Linked DNA regions of Mus musculus: region 1 is linked to region 2. A link is a contact called in public ChIA-PET data. All regions are on one chromosome and are shown on one strand. Each heading gives the region's core, a stretch centred on a gene start, on an enhancer-like site or on the middle of the called end of the contact. The rest is flanking DNA. Distances are from core to core; before and after follow the strand shown. Region 1 overlaps Cpm (carboxypeptidase M). Region 2 has its middle 16 kb from the start of Gm40770.

Region 1 (2,700 bases), core at 141-2,640, 240 kb after region 2:
GACACACCAGAAGAGGACACCTGACCCCATTACAGATGGTTGTGAGCCACCATGTGGTTGCTGGGAATTGAACTCAGAACCTCTGGAAGAGCAGTCGGTGCTCTTAATTGCTGAGCCATCCCTCCAACCCCTGGCCAATTGATTCTTGATGGAAAGCAAGGGCCAGTCCTCTCTGTGCAGGCCCATAATAAATTAAGAATGGTTGGATAGAGTCTGCCTGGCTATCTCACACTTGCTAACAGGGGGAAGCCAACAAAAAGGAACATAAGGGTTGCTCATAAAGGTTGCTCGTCAGGGCTAGGAAGCTCTCTGTTTGTAAAGTGATTGCTGTGAAAGTCGGAGGACTTCGTAGAACGCACCAAAGCCAGGAGTGCTCCTGTGATCTCAGCACACCCATAGTGAGATTTTTTTTTTCCACAACAGGGTTTTTCTGTATAGCCCTGGCTGTCCTGGAACTCACTCTGTAGACCAGGCTGGCCTTGAACTCAGAAATTCGCCTGCCTCTGCCTCCCGAGTGCTGGGATTAAAGGTGTGCGCCACCACGCCGGGCTTTGGAGATTTGTTCTTGAAACAGAACCAGTGGCATGTGCTACCAGAAGGACTGGAAATGTGAGGAAGAGAGAAAAATGAAAGATGACCCTGGAGCAAATGCTTTAACCCTGAGGCTACGTGCTTTGGCAGCTCAGAGCATTCATGTTATCTATTAAGACAGAGAAAACTAGTAGAGACCAGTTCTGGGGTGATTTCAGGAGCTCAGACACAAAGGCCGGGCATGGTGACACACGCCTTTACTCCCAGCAGCACTTGGGAGGCAGAGCCAGGAGCATCTCTGTGAATTCAAAGCAGGCTCCATCCACATAGTGAGTTCCAGGCCAGCCTGGGCTACATGGTGAGTCCCTACCTCAAGCCCAAACAAAACAAGCCTCTGATTTAAACAGCTTACTTAATCTTCAAGTCCTCAGCAGATCTTCAGCTGGGCTTCGGAGGGGGTTTATGTAAATGGCACTCAGGAGAAGTTTGGCTGTGAAAATGAACTCGGTGATCATCTACTGCCGATATCAGCAGCCCTGAGAAGAGCGAAACTACCCTACAAGAGACTGAGGACCGAGAAAAGGCTAGAACAGAGCTGAAGGCTAGCCCAACGCTTATAGTCTGGTAGAGCCAGGAGCCAGCAAAGGAGGGGAAATGAAATCAGGATGGAGACCGTGGGGGGCGGGGAGGGGGGAAGGGAACGGACCCTAAGAGTCGTGCCACAGGACGGTGGAGGCACCCAAGGTCACGTGACTGCCACCACCAGGGATTTTTAAACAGGACGCAGGAGGTACCCAGGGTCACGGGACTTCCACCGGGGATTTTCTGGAAGGACTGTGTTAAGTCAAACTAAGCTCCTCCCCGAGGCTGAGCGTGCAGCAAGGGCCCGGCGCAGAAGCAGCAGGCTCAGGCTATGGTGGCAAGAGAGTGAGCACAGGTTCTGCCCCCCTCAGGGACTTGTTCCCAACCAGCTGTAAACCACAGAGACACGTGAACAATCCCTCCATTCAGGGAAGCCCAACGAAGAAGCCGCGGAGTTCACAGTTCAGTTTGACTGTCCGCAGGAGTGTAGTACCAGCTATGCACTCCATCATTGTAAACCACGCTCTTATCCTGACCCACTGCCTTGGGGTGGGTTCAGGACACAGAAAGAATGAAACTAGCACACAGTTCAGGACTGCAGTGTTCCTTTTGGTTCAGGGTCATTGACAGGACTGCAGGTGTTCCCAAAGATAAGCAAGAACCAAGAAAGGCAGACTTGACGGTGACAACCATTTCCTCTCAAGGTCATGGTTAATATTAAATGTTGCTGGGAGTCAAAACTGAGAGCCATAAACTTAAGTCATATAACCCAAACTGTAGTTACTAAAATTCCATTTTTCTGTTTACAGACTGGGTTGCTTTTAGCAGTTCAGTACCTAAAATTCAGAGCCTAGAAATATAGAGGTAAAGACATTAGACACAACCCCTGCCCTGAAAGGATTGGAAGAACAGGAGAAAAGCAAGACAACTAGTAAACAGATATGATTAGTTCTGTGGGGGCAGCAGAGGGTAACGGGAAAGAAAAGGATGGTCAGCCAGGAGCAACAGGAAAGGCAGGGCAGACCGTGGGCCTGGGGCTGAAGGAGCCATCAACCTGGAGGAACAAAAGAAGCTCGCTGTGGCCAAGGGGAGACCGGAAGGCGTGTGGACTGAGGGTCTTAACCGTGCTGTGTCAGCCATCCTTGGTTCATCCAAAGGAGACACGACCATCTGGGCTTTATGCCTGAGGGGAAGGTGACCGGTGCATTTCTTCGATCGGAAAAACAAATTTTTAGCAATTTTATAATGTAAAAGGTTATTTTCTAGAATTAATTTTATCTCCCCACTCTATGTGTGCTAGTCTTAGTGTGGAGGTCGGGGTCAGCTTTTCAGGATTGCTTCTTTCCACCGTGTGGATCAAACTCAATTTGTTTGTTGACCCTTTATAAGAATAATATATATGCTGGACAGTGGTGGCGCACGCCTTTAGTCCCAGCACTTCAGGGGCAGAGGCAAACAGATTTCTGAGTTCGAGGACAGCCTGGTCTACAGAGTGAGTTCCAGGACAGCCAGGGCCACACAGACAAACCCTGTCTCAACCCCTCCCCACCAAAAAAGAATGTGTGTGTGTCTATGTGTGTGTGGTGT
Region 2 (2,700 bases), core at 27-2,526:
CACTTCGTAGTCTTCTTCTAAACAGTAAGCAGTACTAGCTGCAGCAGCAGCAGCAGCAGCAGCAGCAGCAGCAGCAGCAGCAGCAGCAGCAGCAGCAGCAGCAGCAGAAGCTAAGCTCTATGGTGTCGCACTTCCCACACAACTTGCGCTGGGAAATCTGACTGGGTGTGGGGGGGGGGGCGGGGGGGGGGATAAAGAAAGAAAAGACACCCAGACACATGCGGGACCACGTGGGTGTGCACACTCTGATGGAGTGACACCCTACTACGCAACAACCTGGAACCTCGATGCTTTTATGGTGGCCAGCACAGACCGGAAAAGTTAGCTTGCTTCTGCATGGGAACAAGTCTCAGGCTGAAAACCGCTGAAAGAAGGAAGCTAGTTTTTTCAAACACATGATCCATGGTTTGTTAACAATTGTTGGATACATTGTTACCATTTGAACTTGGACCAAAGGAAGGGTTTGACATCCCTCTCAACCTTACCCTGGGTGTGAGGGCAGGGCTTTGCCATGCCTGTGGGTCTGGTGGGCCTGAGTAGTTGGTTCTAGACATGGCTGTGACGTTGGTTCAGGACTTCACCACTATTATTAGTATTATTATTATTACTATTATTATTAATTTATTTAATATATGTGTGTACACTGTAGCTGTCTTCGGACACACCAGAAGAGAGCATCAGATCCCATTACAGATGGTTGTAAGCCACCACGTGGTTGCTGGGATTTGAACTCAGGACCTCTGGAAGAGCAGTCAGGGCTCTTAACCGCTGAGCCATCTCTCCAGCCCAGAACTTCACCACTCACGGAAGGCTTCTCTGGCGCCTGCTTCTAGTTCTAGCTACCCAATAGGCTGAGGTGGAAGGACTGAATGGTGGATTGTTTGGGCCCAGAAGTTTGAGATAAGCCTAGGTCACACACTGAAACTTACCTTAAAAAATTTTTTTTTCTTCCTATTTCTCCTTTTTAACTTAGGGAAATTGGCTGGAGGCTGAGGAATCATGTGGACCTTATAAGGAAAACAGACATAATGTGCTTACTTCTCGTGGCTGCGACACAACCCCTAAGAGTAAACCCATGTAAAGGAGAAAGGGCATATTTGGCTCGTGTTTCCAGAACTTTCAGTCCATGGCACGCTGGTTCGGCTGCTTTTTGGCCTGTGAGGAGGCAGAGCTGCACAACCAGGAGCATCGTGGAGCAAAACCATGTAGCTCGTGGTAGCAGGGCAGCAGAGAAGGAAGGGCGGGTTGATGCGGAAACAGGAAACCATAGTATTCTCTAAGTGGGCCTCGCCTCCTACACTTCCTGCCTCTCCTCCCCCATGAGATCGGGCTTCGCTAATCCATGAACCCATCATTGGACCAATCATTGATGATGTTTCAGTCCTTAGGGTGTGCTCCCTGCCCACAGGTCCCACTGAACACTGCCGCTCAGGGGACAAAAGGCTCCGTGAACGTATAGGGTATATTTAAGATGCTGTCTTAGTGTCGCTACTGCTGTGATAAAACACCATGGCCAAAGAAGCATGGGGAATAAAGGACTTACTTGGTTTAAGTTTCTATGTCTCTCTGTACATCACCGAAGGAAAACAGGGCAGGAAACTGGAGGCAGGAGCTGATGCAGAGGCCACGGAGGGGTGCTGCTTTCTGCCTCACACCCTGTGGCTTGCTCAGCCTGTTCTCTTAGAGAATCAAGGACCACCAGCCCAGGGATAGAAACACCCACAATGGGGTGAGTCTTCCCCAGGAATCACTAATTAAGAAAATGCCTCATGCCTATAGCCTGATCTTGCAAAGACACTTTCTCAGTCGAGGCTCCCTCCTCTCTAGCTTGTGTCAAGTGACACATAACTGGGTGGGAAGACGGAAACCTGCAGATATTGTGGCATATGCCTCCAATCCCAGCTCTAGGGACACTGCCACAGCAGCATGGTGAATTAAAGGCCTACCTGGGCATAAAGTGAGCATAAAGCTAGCAGAGGCAGTATAAGACCCTGTTTTAACAACCAAAAGCTATGGTCTGGATTCAGAAACTGGATGAGATTTGATTATTGTTGCCCACAAAAAGGAAAAAGATATGGGAAGAAATGGATATTCGGGCGAAGAGAATCACAAACTGAGCCAGGAACTGTCAGTTAGCACTCACTGTCCCTTTCTTCAAAAAAGCAGGTACTGTGGTTTATGCCTGCAGTTACACTTGGACTCCTCGCTGAGGTCAGAGGATCACTTGAGCCCTGTAAGTCTGAACCAGCCTGGGCAGCATAGTGATACTCCAGGTTGGCATTTTGTCTAGGCTCTGCCCCATAGTTACCTGGCAACACCCAGGTGTATTGGGATCACTATAAAAGGGGCTGCTTACCCCCTCCCCCCTCTCTCTTCTCTTGCCTTTTTACCCTCTTCCCTTTCTGTCCCTTCTCTCCCCATTCCCCTCCCTCCTCTCTCCAATGTGCTCATGACCGGCCTCTAAGCCTCTCCTCCTCCTCCTCCTCCTCCTCCTCCTCCCCCTCCTCCTTCTCCTCCTCCTTCTTCCTTCCTCCTCCTTCTCCTTCCCCTTCCCTCCTTCTCCTCCTCCTCCTCTTCTTCTTCTTCCTTCTTCCCCTCTCTCTCTCTCTCTCTCTCTCTCTCTCTCTCTCCTATCCCCTCCCCATGCCCTAAACAAACTCTATTCCATACTATATCTGTCCTATTGCTGGTCCCTGGGGG

The links. ChIA-PET counts read pairs in DNA pulled down with a chosen protein or histone mark.
Region 1: an RNA polymerase II ChIA-PET map of memory CD8 T cells shows a contact between it and region 2, with 6 read pairs. The contact joins two enhancer-like sites. A contact is called at or near these places in 1 of 39 promoter capture datasets (pre-B cells), 4 of 115 datasets of contacts at active chromatin or transcription factors (embryonic basal ganglia, embryonic limb bud, memory CD8 T cells and 1 more) and 2 of 9 other capture datasets (adipose tissue and liver).

What each region holds. Positions count from the first base shown.
Region 1 is chr10:117,638,766-117,641,465 of GRCm38.p6, forward strand. All of the region lies in intron 2 of Cpm (carboxypeptidase M), which reads left to right. Among named protein-coding and RNA genes, the nearest start is that of Cpm, 11 kb to the left of the region's middle. Within about 2 kb of position 1,391, at least 60 of the 459 cell types and tissues checked have an H3K27ac peak or open chromatin away from gene starts, as enhancers often do. A contact at or near this core is called in memory CD8 T cells, where this site is marked.
Region 2 is chr10:117,397,040-117,399,739 of GRCm38.p6, forward strand. No RefSeq gene overlaps it. Among named protein-coding and RNA genes, the nearest start is that of Gm40770, 16 kb to the right of the region's middle. Within about 2 kb of position 1,277, at least 33 of the 459 cell types and tissues checked have an H3K27ac peak or open chromatin away from gene starts, as enhancers often do. A contact at or near this core is called in memory CD8 T cells, where this site is marked.